Regions from separate parts of the Mus musculus genome. Here all the other regions are linked to region 1. The links are chromatin contacts, called in public HiCAR-type and promoter capture Hi-C maps. All regions are on one chromosome and are shown on one strand. Each heading gives the region's core, a stretch centred on a gene start, on an enhancer-like site or on the middle of the called end of the contact. The rest is flanking DNA. Distances are from core to core; before and after follow the strand shown.

Region 1 (3,611 bases), core at 439-2,938:
AAAGTAATATTTGTCTCGTCAGATAAACATGAAGTCAGTTTTTATATTGTAATCCTAAAGGTTAAAAATTATAGCAATCCCTAAATTAAGGAAGTCTTGAGATAGAAACAAGTTACCTGTGACAATCATGTAACGGGATACACACCACTACACAATGGCACCACCACAATTCAGAGTGGGAGACTGTAGTAGCGCCAGACCTCTGAGGAAAGGTCTGTACTCTGATGGAGCATATGGGACTGTATGGATAAATACTTGTTTTCAAACACTCATGTGCAGGAATGAAGTCATGTCTGCTGCACAAATGCCCCTTCAAAGGATAATAAGGAAATGTCTACACTACAAAGCAAGCCGCCATTTCAAATACCATTGGAAAGGACTCCAGCCCACCACTGTGGCATGTCTGTAAACCTGAGACTGGCAAGACAGTCCTTAAACACCTGGCTCAGAGTCTGGAGTTGGCTCTTTCCTGTTTTCATGCCTCCAACAAACATTCTATCCTCCCGGTCTAGCCCGTTCTGCACAGACCACATTGTTTCCAACAATCTAGCAGAATTCCGTATAGATGGTACTTCTTCCTAAAACTGTCTATCCCTCCCACACATAACTTTCTTTGGCCTGTACCAGGCTGCCATTTGCACGGTTTTTAGCGCATGAACTTTCCACAGGAAGCTTGCTGTCTGCACGCATCAGAGCCTCTGAGGGGATATATTTTGCTATCAGCGTCCTCTGGACCCTACAGCGCCGGGCATATAGCCTAAGTGTTACTGAGCACAGAACCGTTTGTTCCGCTGAAACCTTGTATGTATCAGAAGGCGTAGGAAAGCAAAAGGCAAACCCCATGATGAACCTACAAGTCTGAGTCCTCATTGATCAATCAGGGCTCAAGTCATTCCTGCCAGATAAAAGCAATCTTCACCCATCCATTCACCTATCCCTAAACTTTTAGGTAGTGTTCGGGAGTATTTTAGATAGTGATTATACCATTAGTGGTTCTGCGGAACCTAAATACCACCTTTAAGTTTCAGAAAACCGGTAAGGGCTGATACATACTGAGATTCCAAATGCTTCCGTTCCCACGTAGACTTACTGGGCTGTCTCCGGGTGCAGGTTCGGGATTCAACACAAGCAATCACCACACACAGCAAGTTATATGCCAGTTGCATGCGCGGCGGCGTGGCGCCGGCTCAGGGTATGGAGCAGAGCTGAAACGACTGCAAAAAGAAGAAAATGTTACAGTGGTGGAAAGGGGCTGGAGGCAAGGCGAGCAAAGGTTAAGCGGGAAGGTGCAGTGTCTTCCGGGAGAAATGTCTATTGCACAAGTCATTTTACCCTAGAAGTGAGAACGGCAGGATAAGAGAGCCAAGCAGCGCCAAGAGTTGGGCAAGCGATCCGGCTCCTGGCGTTCTCTCTGCGGGATGACAGGTCACCTGTGGGCAGCAGACCCCAGGTCCGAGGAGAGGGCGCCCCACTTCCACCCGCACCCGCACCCGGATCCGCACCTGGCTCTCACTCACTCACTGCACGCAGGAGCTCGAGTCTGGGCAAATCTCTCTGCGCCGCTCAGCAGTGTCCCAAGTGGGTCTGAGGGGCGCGGTCCCGGAGGTCTCCAGGGAGCTTTGACAGACTCGGCGCTGAAAACCGAAAGTACCGGGCAGGAAAAAAGGCTAGAGGGCGTCCCGCCTCCTTCCGCCTCAGCCAATCAGCGGCAGAGATTGGCCGGCTGTTCCATCAGCGCACCGTCCCCCCCCCCTCGGCTGCTTGGCCTTCCTGGTCCGCGCGCTCCCTACCCGGCGTGCGAAACTTGGGGCGCCGCTGTGCGGTGCAAACCGCAGACAGGGGGTTGTGTTTACAAGGTTGGAAACTATAGGCTTGCGCAAGCTCAGTCTTGGAGATCCTGCATTAAGTAGGCGCATCACTGCGGGATTCAGAATTGGGGACTAGAGATTAACCTTCACGCTACTAAAGCCAGGGAGCTTAATTTACCAATTTGAAAACATTCAATACTTGCCTTTAACTCAGCAGCTACAGAGAACTTGCTCTTGCAGAGGACAGGGCTTGGATTTGCAGTGCCTGCGTAATGGTTCCCAACTCCAGTTCCAGGAGTCTAGTGCCCTCTTCGGACCTCCACTGACGTCAACCAAGCCTGCAAGAAGTACACATACACGCAAGCAAAACAAAAATGTCATGAAATAAAATAAATAATTCTAACTAATATGTTTAAGAAAAATAAAGCTTTACACAATTGACACCTCCATTACCGAAACTTTTGTCCCGCTTAGCCATCATGATGACAGGACCTCTTTGCTTCTTCCTTTCTCGCAGGACATCCCTCTGTCCCCCATCTCCATTATTAAACTACTAAACCAGAATGTGAGTCTCTTATCTACCCTTCTCCCGTTGTGCCTTTGATGACTGTCCCTGTAACTTCCATGTCCTGGAGCACTCCTAGATGTATACACACCCACTGCTTTCTTCCAAGTGTCACAGTTACCCTGTCCTTGGATATCTACTGAGTCTGTAAACCAACTGTACTCAAAACACAGGTTCCTCCTCATACCCCGTCTTAGTCTGGAACGGATGAGGGCCAAGCCATAGACGTTGCCCATTTAGTCCCGGACACTTGGTCCTCGAGCCTCGGTTGGTCTAGCTCCTGTTTCTACCTCTTCCACCACCCCGTCCTCTTACCTGGATCATTGCTGTGGCTTTTCTGGTGACTGCTTGACTTTGGCTTTTCACTCCCTTTTAATTTATCTGCCATACACTCATTTGGGTGATTTTTTTTTAAATCTAATTGCAATGCTGATCATGTCATGCCAATCTAAAAATTTCATGATGGCTTTTCTTGCTTGGTCTTAGACAATTCAAATTTCTCAATATATTCTCTAAAGCCATGTTCCCCTATCACTTTCTTTAATCTCAGCTTGTGCTACTCTGTTTTCATTGCTTAGTACAGCATTTTTATTCTTTGAATAAGCAAAACTCTTTCCCCAAACTCAATCTTCTCACCAGCAGTGTTCTCTTTGAAAAGTCCTCTAAGCCAACATCTGTATTCTCAAATTCTTTGAGGAGTCACTAACTCATGTTAAAATCTAGGATCAATTGGGTGCTGATGGCAGACAGCATTAATCCCAGTACTAAGCAGGCAGAGGTAAGCTGATTCCTGTAAGTTCGAGGCCAGCCTAGTCTAAAGAGTGAGTTCCAGGACAGCCAGGGCTACACTGAGAAACCCTGTCTTGAAAAACCCAAAATCAACCAACCAACCAAAGAACAAACAAAAACCCCTCAGATCAAATGTCACTTTTCTACATAGATATCACAGAGGACCAACTAGGTCTTCTTAGAATGCACACCTAGAGAATCAATTGTTTCCTTGAAACAGATGGAATTTGAATCATGCCTTGAACAGCACCACTTTAGTTGGCAAAAGATCTAAGTAATTTCCCAAGGATGTGTATATATGTGTGCACGTATATTATAGCCTTTATAGATGGATATAGTCTATTTTCTTGTCACACGTGCACCCTCACAAAGGCATCACAGAACTGACTCCTGGTCAAGATCGTCCACAAATGTCCCTGCCTTTCTTCCTGTTTGGTGGTTGTCTAATG
Region 2 (3,611 bases), core at 801-3,300, 2.8 Mb before region 1:
AGGAGCAGCAACTTTGGAGTATGTGTGTCTGCTTCTCACTGGTGGCCGCAGAGACCCTGGATGGTGCTTCCTTGGGCCCCCTTTACTGCAGGAGTAGAATCACAGTGTCTAGGATAGGTAGGAGTAGCTTTGGGATTTAGCTGCTTCACCAGCCAGAGTGGGTTGAGGATAAAGGCCAGGATGCTACCTGACTGCTGGAGCTCCCTTCTCCTATGAGATCTTCGTTGAGGCACTGACAATGGGGAAGAAGAAACCTACAGCTGGTTTGTGAGTGAACTATAGAGGCAGGTGTGGGGCAGGCATTTGATCTTAACCAGGCCCTTTGTAGTTCTGATTTGTTGTTCAACAGTCCCGAAGGTCCTGCTAGGGGTACCAGTGGCTTCTTGGGTGTGGGCTATCTCTCACTTCCCTGCTTAACTTTCTTCTCTAGGTCTCAGCTTTCCCCTCTTTCAGGAAGCCTGCCCTTAGCCACTGGTCTAGTCTGGTCTTTTTTTTTTGTTGTTGTTTGTTTTGTTTTGTTTTGTTTTTTTGAGACAGGGTTTCTCTGTGTAGCCCTGGCTGTCCTGGAACTCACTTTGTAGACCAGGCTGGCCTCGAGCTCAGAAATCTGCCTGCCTCTGTCTCCCGAGTGCTGGGATTAAAGGCATGCGCCACCACGCCCAGCTTAGTCTGGTCTTTTGCTTCCTAAATACTTCTCCTTATGATCCTTTATTTCGGTTTGGAATTATATTAATCTGCAATGCCTATCTGGTTTATATGAGTGCCCTTTGAGAGTAGGCACCTGTCTTACTTACGGGCTCTAGTGTGACAAAAAAAGGAAAAGTGACCAAAAACAACTTGAGGAAGAAAGAATTTGTTTGTACTTCCGCTTCCACATCACAGTTCATCACTGAAGGAAGACAGGGCAGTAACGCAAGGCAGGAACCTGGAAGCAGGAACTGAAGCACATGCCAGGAAGAAGTGCTGCTTACTGGCTTGGTGCTCATGGCTTGCTCAGTCTGCTTTATTATACACCCAAGATTACCCCTACCCAGGGTGACACAACTCACAGAGAGCTGACCCCGACCACATTAATCATCAGTTTTTCTTAATTAATTTTCTTAATGCCCCTACCAGCTTGCTCACGGGTCAATCTGGTGGGAGCCTTTTTAAAAAACAAACAAACAAACAAACAAACAAACAAACAAACCTGAGGCTCCCTCTTCTCAAATGACTGTAGCCCGTGTCAAGTAGAGGTAAAAACTAGCCAGCAGAATATCTTACCTGCTTATGCTCCATTTCTCTCCATGCCCAGTCACTGCCGGAATTTATAAGTGCTTTTCCAGATCGCAGAAATACCAACACTTACTACGGATTGCTACCTCTGTATTAGAAGCCTAATCTGTCGGACAGCTGTCTTCTGTGTGTGTAGGGTGGAAAGTGGGCAGCATGCAACTTACTCTTGTAGGAATAAATCAGCTAGGACTTATTTAATGCAGTAATTTAGTAGGACTCTTTTTTTCCTACTCAGTTTCACCTTCAGTCCCAAGCCTAGGCTACCAAGTTAGGGTAGTGTGTGGTTTAACTAGGAGGTGACCGGAGGGTCACAGCTCCCGTTCCCACCGCTATATGTTTAGAGAAACCCTGGACTCAACAACGCATCCATGGCCTCCTTATATTAAACAAAGAGACTGTCAGCCCAGCGCCTAGGTGGCAGAAATTCGGAGCGCCGGAGCAATCTGATTAGGGAAGAGGTTTAGGGAAAGGGGGTGTGACACAGTCTGCAGGGTGAAAGTTGGTGGCCTGTGAGTAGCAAGCTTTCTGGACCCCTGGGGTGTGTCGGCGAGGGATTGCCCATCGGTGGCGTGCGCGTGGGTGGGATTGCTGGGGAGGGTCAGCGTCAGGCCCCCTCCCCTTTCGGCTGGCTCCTGGCGGAGCGGGGTGCAGGTGTGGGAGGGCGCCGGGGCCGAGGGCTGCGAGGAGCCGCCGCGGGCGGCAGGAGGCAGCGTCGGCCCGGGCGGCGCGAGGCAGCGCGCGGTGATGTCAGTGGCGGCCCGGCTGGCAGCGGCCGGCACTTCCTGTATAAAGGCGGGCGGGCCGGGCTGCGACTCCCGCGAGCCGGGGCTGGGCTCTGAGAGGCAGGCGGCGGCGGCCGAGCAGTGGCGGGGCTGTCACCTTCGCGAGCCCAGCTCCTGGAGCTTTCCCGGGCCGTCCCTTCCGCGTCCCCGGGCTCCCGGCGTTGACATCTGCGGAGCGGAGAGCTGTATGTGCGCGCGCGCGGGAAAGGAAGAATGGCAGTGCTCAAACTCTGCGAGCAGGTAGGGGCGGCGGGGAGCGGAGAAGGGGGCGCGGCGGGCGCCGAGCGAGCGGAGCGCGCCCCGGGCTGTTTACGCGCAGCCTTTGAGCGTGCACGGCCTGCCGCGGGGCTCGGCTCCCGCGCAGTCTCCGCCCTGGGCCGTCGCAAGTGCGCGTTCGCGGCCGGAGAGGGTCGGCGAGATGCGGGAGTGGCCGCCGGACGCGGGGAACGCGGGTCGCAGCCGCACCGGGAGAGGGGAGCCTCGGACTGCGTCGTGCACTCAGGAGCAGTCAGCCTGGGGGTGCTCGGGGGAAGGCTGCCCGTGGGCTCAGGAGGAGGAAGGTGGACGGCGGGAGAGAGGATCTCAGCCTCGCAGCCCCGCTTCCCCAGACCTCTCCCGCGTCAGGCAAGAGACTGGCCGGGATCCCCGCTCCCGTGCAATAGGCTATCTTCATCGGTTGGATAGGACACCCCGACTTCCTCTTTAGTTGCCCAGGGGCTGGGTGTGGGATGTGGGATTGAGGGTGCAGAGAGACGCGAGCTCTCGGCCCAGGTCTCCGAATAGGAGATGGAGTCAGGTCCCAGGCTGAGCTCGCAGGCGCTGGTGCCCCTCAGCTTTGTTGCTTTTTTGACGGAGACATCACACCCGGCAGCCCCAGAGTTCAGCTTGAAGCCATGAAATTATTTATTGAATCCGATTGACAGTCTTTGCTACAGGTCTGGACATTGACACACACGGGAAGTCCAACTAAATTGCCTGAAACACAAAACAAAACAAAACAAAACCTCACAATTCTTTACATGAAAAGGGGGGAAACGTCCCGGTTTATGCATCTACACTGAAATGAACATTGTTTTGGGGGCCTGGTAAGCGAAGAGGCGATCTTGACTTTGATACATGGTGTCAAACAGGCCAGTCCCCTCTATTAAGCACCTCCAACTTCTTAATAGGTTGCATCTGGCGTCTTGCTAGTTAGAATTCAGCCAGAATATTCTGCAACTTAAATGCAACCTTTGCGGTAGTGAGCCACAATGGTTTGTTTTGCCCCTTTAGATTAAATTTACTTCAGCTTGCTTTCCTTAAGTATTTACAGCCCCGCTTTCTTCCCCTCCCCGCCTTGGTTCAGAAGTCACTGAGTTAAAAACTCTGTTAAATTTAGCAGGGAGAGCAGCTGTTAATTGTGTGAACCTGTCCCTCCTCGTTGGCTACTGAGCATTTAAAGTGCTTGTAAATTGATATTAGGATTTTCTCTACCCTTTGTTTCCAATTTTTGCCAACTGTTAGACATCTGCTTATTTTAAGTCTTATGCTGTATTGTGTCCAGAGTCCTGTCAA
Region 3 (3,611 bases), core at 520-3,019, 2.4 Mb before region 1:
TGTCTGGGAGTGATTTTCTAGATTAAGTTAACTAAAATAGAAAAAAAACTCACCCTAACTTCCAAACCAGATAAAAATGGAAAGAGGGAGCTGAGCCCTAACATGCACCTCTCTTTGCTTCCTGTCTACAGCTGAAAACTGACCTGCTGCCTCAGGCTCTGCTGCCATAAATACCCTGCCACAATGGACGATATGTTGGAATTGTGAGCCAAAACAAACCTTTCCTTAAGTTGTTTGTCCCAGGGTATCATCACAGCATAGGACAAATAACTCCTATACCAAGGGGCACACCACAACATCCAAAACATACATGGTATGCCTTAAATGCTTATTAGCTAACTATTGCCCTGCTACTCAGTATTACCCAGACTTTCCTGGCCCTTCCAAATCTACCTCCATACCTCAAAGCAGCTCACCAGTCCATTTTCCCAGTCCTCTCTTTACAAATAGTCCGTATCTTGTAGCTAGGTGTATTTGCTTAGATATCCAAGTGTTTCTGTCTAGGGTTAAAAAAATTGTTACCCTTTTACCTTTGGATTGTAGCTTCTTGATGTGAATAGCAGGGTTTTGTATAAGATAAACAATTAGCTTCCTTTTCGGTCTTGAAATTCTTTGATTTCATGCATCCTATCCAGCTTTCCTCAAAATATTTGCTAGAAAATTAATCTAATAAAATAAAATTGAGTCAGTGCCAAAGATCATTCTAAGTAAAATTCTGAAGTTAGCAGCACGCACGCACGTGCACACACACACGCACACACACACACACACACACACACACACACAAAACTCATCTGCTGTCTGGTTAGCTTTAAGGGCTGACACCTCATAACATTTCAGCGTTTCGAAGCTGTTACAAGTATTATCAATGGGTTTAATTTGCTTTTTTAAAACCCCTTCCTTTGTGTAAAGACAAATGGAAATTCTTCAAAATGAACTAAGTTATGAGAAAGAGTGGAAGCTTGAGCAAAATTCTCTTCTAACGTCATTGTGGAACCAGTCCCCAGAGACATGGGGGACTTGGAGAGCACCTCAAGTCAGTGCCGACCTGGTCCTGCAGGTACCAACTGGGAACATCATGTTGGTAGGTATTTTTATATTGTTTTTTTTTTTTTTAGACTTCGTCTGATTAAGGCTTCCACCAAGAACAGGATTTCCTTTGACTGTCGTGTGTTTTGTTTCAATGAGCAGGTGTTGTTACTACCTACAGGGCCCAAGTCGGTGGTCTAAGAGGAAGGGGGAAAGCCATTTGTCTCTTCTGGAATCAAGCTAGTTGGTCCTTGAAGCGAAATTGCGGAGGCCCGAGATGGTTCAAAATTGAACAGGATGGGGTTTGAAACTGTTGCAGGGGAAGGTGTGCGTGACAGCCACCTGACACGCCTTTGATGTGCCGCCTCTCTTGGCCAGTTAGCTCTGAATCTCTAACAGTCTCTGGACTCTAGGGCGTTATCCTTGCCCCTGGCCAATTCCTGCGGTACCCACCCGGCCATTCCCTCTCCTGCCTCTGGGATCCCGCGCTCCCATCCCCCTCTCCCTTTCTTCCTCCACTCCCCGTCCCCCCGCCCCTCTCGCCCCCTCCCTTTTCTCTCCATGCCCTCCAGCCCAGCCCACTCCGCTTTCTCATTCCATTTTTTAGGCACACAATCTCGCTCACGCTGCAAACGCCCACAGCCCCCTCCTCCGTGGGCGGCACCGCGGGCCGGCTGCTCGCAGTTGCGCAGGCGCGCTGAGCGGCAGGCGAAGGGGAGGGGGTGCTGGCGGGCTCCGCGCAGGCGCGCGCTGCTCAGCTGGGCACGGCTTGGCACCGGAGTCTTTCCCTCGCTCTGTCTAGGCTGCCGAGCTTCTCCTGGTGTAGAGGCGCTCGTCTGCACCATGTTTCTCCACTCAGTCAACCTCTGGAATCTGGCGTTCTATGTCTTCATGGTGTTTCTGGCGACCCTGGGGCTGTGGGATGTCTTCTTCGGCTTCGAGGAAAACAAGTGCAGCATGAGCTACATGTTCGAGTACCCCGAGTACCAGGTACGGCCCTCCCTTACCTGCGCGCCCACACCTCCCGGGCTTCTCTCGGGCTCAGATGGAACGCTCCGACTCGGAGCTCTCCTGGCACTCGAAGTCTCCTGCTTCGTGCTGGGCAGGGCATCCTCGCCTCCGCGACCCCTCGTCCCCCACCCAGACTCCGGACCCCGACTTCTGACCGCCAGAGAGCCAGCTCTGGTCCCTCTCCCCAATCCTTATACTTCCCGGACCCTCCTTTGCTTGCAAGGAGATGATTTCTCTTCGCGCCCAGTGATGGGCGTGCGTCAGATTTCGCTTTTCTGGAAAGAAGCAGCGTCTTGCAGAGTTGCCAAAGCTGATTTAAAAAAGAGGCTCTGAGGTTTTACCTCTGGGTGAAGTGACAGACTGGCCTGATTAATAATTAAACTGAAAACTATCTAGTTTTCCTCCGGTGGAGAATTTTGCCGATCCACCTGTTCTGTAGGTTTTGAGTCCGTGGGTGTGTGAGTGTGCGTACCTGTGTTTTCGCATGCCTCTGAACAGTCAGTGACCTGCATAATCGATTACGATATCTGTTATAATCGGTTGCATGTACATTCTGGTGTTATTTTGTCTTCTCACTGGGTTTAACAGGATCTGCCTCCTCTTTCATCGCCCCCCCCCACCTCCTCTGTTCTAATTTGAATGCTTTCATTAATTGCTTCATTTGTTCCGCGTAGTAGAATCTAAAATTTCATTCATGACCAGCAGTAGAAAGAGATGATAACAAATTACACAGCTGTCAGGAGAAATTCCCTTTGGTGATATTTTTCTTGAGATTTCTAAATGAATCTAAATTTTGGAATATCTATTATAATAACTCCTATAAAATATGCATAATACATTTTGATAAGGTGCATTCTTAGTATACTTTTAGGATCATAGCAGATTTTTTTTTCTGTCGATAAAGAATGAAAATCAGGATTGAGTCTGTGTACAGGTCCTTATAGAGGGAGCCTGTTTGATGCTCTCTTATTTACATTTAAAAACTGAAGTTTAAGTTGCTGAGGAGCAAGCATCCTTTCCCATGGATATTTTCTAGTAGATGAGTTCCTACCTTGATTTTGCATCAGTGGTTATGAGGGAAAGTGAACACTGCATTTCAGATGCTTTTGGAGATTTTTAACAAGTTAGTGTTAATTCCAAAGCTAATGAACTGATATGATGTTGGCTTATGTTCATTAGAATCTTAATAGTTAAAAATAAGAACTTTAGGGTTTTTTTAAAAACTGAAAATAGAGTTTATTTTAGTTCTCTTTCATTGCCTATGATTTAATAATTTGAAAACTCGGTAATATTGAAGCAGGTCGCTTTAGTGTAGTACTGTATTCAGTGGTTACAATAAAATCATTTTGGAACAATAGTTTCCATTTATTTTTAGATTTCCCACAATTATTTGGTCTGTTTTAATATTTGCAGTAGTAGAAATTGCCTCCATGTTCAGAACAAAGCATATGGATCTCACAGATGGGCCTTGTGCCTCATGAAATTGACTAGAAAGAGAAAATTAGTGTCATTGAGACAAAAGAGCTAGTGGGCTTTTTTTGTCGGTATGTAGTTATTTTGGTACAAATTGC
Region 4 (3,611 bases), core at 288-2,787, 2.1 Mb before region 1:
GGAGTTACCCAGGTCGCTGGAGTAAGGCCTCTCCAGAGACCAGTGTTAAGGGCAAATTTTTGGCTGGTGTCAGAACCAGAAAAAGGGAGAAAGGAGGCAGCAAAAGAAAAAAGCTGCCTTTCTGGGATCTCAAAAAACACACAAGCTTACCAGGAAGGGTCTGCTAAGGAAGGAATACATAAATGCATCTCATTACGGTTTATTTATTTACTTATTTTAGGTTTGAGGCAGGGTCTTGTGTAGCTCAAGCTTCCCTCAAACTCGATGTGAGGATGACTTTAAACTTCTCCTCAGGTCTCTACCTCCCAAGGCTAGAATTACAGGCACACACTACCAAATGGTCTTGGCAGGCACTCCGCTGTGCAATAACCCAGGTTCCTCCCATCTTAGGTCTTGTATGTTCCTTTCTACCTTCTGGCTTCAGTTCTCTCTCTTCAGATGACAAAATAGAATTTAGTCCTATGCAGGTGAAGTGCCTGCTTGTCTTCATCAAACCATGGACCAAGTCGTGTGCAAAAGGGGTTATTGGCATTAATCGTACTATGGCATTTGTAGCATAGACTGAGAGACACCACATTTGTATTCATGTCTCTAAAGGGTTTCTAGATATCTGCTGTCAGCATCAGAATGGATCTTACTGTCGCGGAGCATGCAATTTCTGTCGGAGGAAGGAAACGGGTGTGTGTTATGTCCCAAATGGTGCCTGGAAAGCAGCTAGTTTAAAATAGCCCTTTATTTGTCCCTGTGTATAATTCCCTAGCACGGGGGAAGTCCACAAACCAACCAACCAACCAACCAACAAAACCCCAAGAATCTGTGTTTGACCCACGTTGATTCACGTAGGGTTACAATCCTTTTGTTGGTGTTGTTGAGCCTAGCATAGTATCTTGGCTGTTGTGGGTGCCAAACACGACAATACTTAACAAACATCTATCTCCGCTCAAGCAAGAAACAGTGTACAAATACAAATGGAGACGCCTCACGTCCAGGAAGCAAACCAGGGAGGATAACAAGTGGCAGAAAACCATGCCTTAATGTTGAAAAAGCCTTCGCCAGGAACCTTCAACTAACTGTATACCTAAATGGGGAACAGCAACTAAAGTAGAGGTCTCAGCGGCTGGCCACCCTTCTGCAGCTGTGGTCCAACCAAGGCCAACTTAACCTGGCTTGTTTTCACAGCCAGGCAGGGTGCTGAAGCAAGGTAAACCGAGGCTCTAGAGGTCTCCAGGGCCGGACTGGACTCGGGCTGGGAGGGAAAGGAACCTTGTTCTGAGGCGTGGTCTCTCCCCCTAAGCCGCCCACCTCAGTTTCCTGTGTGGGCCCGGCAGCCTCACCCCTGATTCATCCAACAGCCCGTAGCTCGGTCCTCCAGGCAGCAAGTTTGTTTCCATGGAACTAAAACAGCTCTTTAAACCAACCCGCTCGCCAGCAGGGTTGCTCCGGCACGCAGGCGCACCCGAGGTGAGGCATGCCGGGAAGTGTAGTTTTCCCGGCCCAGCAGGGCCCTCCACTTGGGGAGGGACCCTGGCCGGAATCCCTCAGTGCTCCGGGAAACGCGAGACCACGTGACCCGGATGACGCCAAACTCCATTGTGTTTCCAGCAGAGCACGCTGGGAAACGTAGTTGCTGCCCTCTCCTCGATTGGGTCGGCTTTGCCCTAATTACTAGGCGCACCCTGCAGGAAGCAAGAAGAGGCCAAGATCAGATGTTTTCAGTTGTTGGAGAACCAGAGGACCAAATAACGTATGAACTATGAGAAACTAACAAATATTTTGTTAATGAACACAAGAATGTAAAAAAAATCAGCTCGTTCTTGTCAAAAGAATCCACTCGGTCCTCTTTCATAACGATCAGGTAGAGAGTAAGCCACGCAGACGCTACTCTCTAGTCTTCTGTCTCTTCAGCGTAGATTTTGATTCCTTGTTGACAGGTAAACGAAGCCGGTGGAAAGGGAGGAAGGAAGGGAAAGAAGGGAAAAGCCGGGGAAGGAGAAAAAAGGTGTCATGTTTTTCAGTTTTGCCTTAAAAGTGTTTACACTTCGTGAAAACCCTCCTATAGTTAAGAACGTGGTATTCAACTTCACCTGAGTTTCAGGACACAGGACCAAATGATTGGTACCCCACACAGGGCAATCAAAGCTCTTCCTTCTGGCTGAGGGAATAAACCTGATAAACCTAGTCTGAGAGTTGAGTCTGAGAGTTGTCACTTCGCAGGTGTCTTGACAGAAATGCTATTCTGATTCTTTTGGTGACTGGGGCCTCCTGAGCAGGGGGGAGGATACCTGCCCATTGAGCCACAGCTGTTAAGACATTCATAAGACTGTGAATGACCCATGAAAAGAAATGCCTTTGTTCAAAAACAACTTTAAACATAAAAATGAAAACGCATTAGTGCAAAAAAAAAAAAAAAAAAAAAAAAAGCTGGTAATTTTCAGTGTATATATGATTTCACTTCCATTCAACAAGATTTTTCTGTAGAACAGATGAAGGACACATGTATGCACTCCCCAGAAAAGCCTCAGGCTTTGGTGAGATGAGAAAATTCACAAGCTCACGTCTCCCGATTAGGCAGTAGTCAGAGAGTTAAACTGAATTAAGTCGGTGCCTTTCACTTCTTGTGTCCATCACCTGGCAAGTAAGAATTTAGGTCAAACAATTGCAAAGTTGGAGAAATGGATTTAAAATTTTCAATATTGATAATAAATTTATCAGCTAGAGATTCGGTTTCTCTTTAATTGAAAATTCATCACATTCAACATCTAATTTTGTGGTTGGTTTGGGTGGATATTTTTGTTTATTTGTTTGTTGGGTTTTTACTTTTTGAGAGTCATGTTAATATAGTCTAGGTTGGCCTTGAACTCAAGAAAATTCTCCTGTTTCAACCTCCTGAATGATAGTTTCAAACATATATTGCCATACTCTGCTTCTAATGTTGTCTTTGAAGAGACTAGACACACTTTATTTTTTTTGATCTCCCTCCAAATTTTCAACTAATTTTAAAATGTTGACTTGTGCTCGCTTCGGCAGCACATATACTAAAATTGGAACGATACAGAGAAGATTAGCATGGCCCCTGCGCAAGGATGACACGCAAATTCGTGAAGCGTTCCATATTTTTAATAATCAGAACAACAAATGCACTAAATAAAGATAGAATACTAAAAGCAGTAAGGGGAAAAGGTCAAGTAACATATAAAGGCAAGCCTATCAGAATTACACCAGATTTTTCACCAGAGACTATGAAAGCCAGAAGAGCCTGGGCAGATGTTATACAGACACTAAGAGAACACAAATTCCAGCCCAGGCTACTATACTCAGCCAAACTCTCAATTACCATAGATGGAGAAACCAAAGTATTCCACAACAAAACCAAATTCACACATTATCTCTCCACGAATCCAGCCCTTCAAAGGATAATAACAGAAAAAAACCAATACAAGAACGGGAACAACGCCCTAGAAAAAACAAGGTGGAAGGTAATTCCTCAACAAACCTAAAAGAAGACAGCCACAAGAACAGAATGCCAACTTTAACAACAAAAATAACAGGAAGAAACAATTACTTTTCCTTAATATCTCTTAACATCAATGGTCTCAACTCCCCAATAAAAA

What was found. Promoter capture Hi-C pulls out the DNA fragments that hold promoters and counts their contacts. HiCAR-type assays count read pairs that join an accessible place to other places. Capture Hi-C pulls out chosen DNA fragments and counts their contacts.
Region 2: a promoter capture Hi-C map of liver shows a contact between it and region 1, with 4 times the contacts expected there. The contact joins the promoter of Ankrd44 here to the promoter of Stat1 in region 1. A contact is called at or near these places in 1 of 484 Hi-C or Micro-C datasets (B cells) and 1 of 9 other capture datasets (liver).
Region 3: a contact with region 1 is called in a HiCAR-type map of astrocytes, with 3 times the contacts expected there. The contact joins the promoter of Pgap1 here to the promoter of Stat1 in region 1. A contact is called at or near these places in 1 of 39 promoter capture datasets (pre-B cells) and 1 of 115 datasets of contacts at active chromatin or transcription factors (astrocytes).
Region 4: a contact with region 1 is called in a promoter capture Hi-C map of liver, with 2.2 times the contacts expected there. The contact joins the promoter of Ccdc150 here to the promoter of Stat1 in region 1. A contact is called at or near these places in 2 of 39 promoter capture datasets (liver and pre-B cells) and 1 of 115 datasets of contacts at active chromatin or transcription factors (astrocytes).

Annotation. Positions count from the first base shown.
Region 1 is chr1:52,117,515-52,121,125 of GRCm38.p6, reverse strand. Stat1 (signal transducer and activator of transcription 1) reads right to left here and starts at 1,688. Exons shown (of 25, transcript NM_009283.4): 1 at 1,503-1,688; 2 at 1,054-1,214.
Region 2 is chr1:54,924,826-54,928,436 of GRCm38.p6, reverse strand. It overlaps Ankrd44 (ankyrin repeat domain 44), which reads left to right and starts at 2,050. Exons shown (of 28, transcript NM_001081433.3): 1 at 2,050-2,297. The coding sequence starts at 2,271.
Region 3 is chr1:54,555,842-54,559,452 of GRCm38.p6, reverse strand. Pgap1 (post-GPI attachment to proteins 1) reads left to right here and starts at 1,769. Exons shown (of 27, transcript NM_001163314.2): 1 at 1,769-2,019. The coding sequence starts at 1,873.
Region 4 is chr1:54,248,609-54,252,219 of GRCm38.p6, reverse strand. It overlaps Ccdc150 (coiled-coil domain containing 150), which reads right to left and starts at 1,537. Exons shown (of 28, transcript NM_030025.2): 1 at 1,335-1,537. The coding sequence starts at 1,391. It overlaps Gm51622 (a long non-coding RNA gene), which reads left to right and starts at 1,607. Exons shown (of 3, transcript XR_003947818.1): 1 at 1,607-1,931. Gm25829 (a small nuclear RNA gene) reads left to right here and starts at 3,012; the gene lies at 3,012-3,118.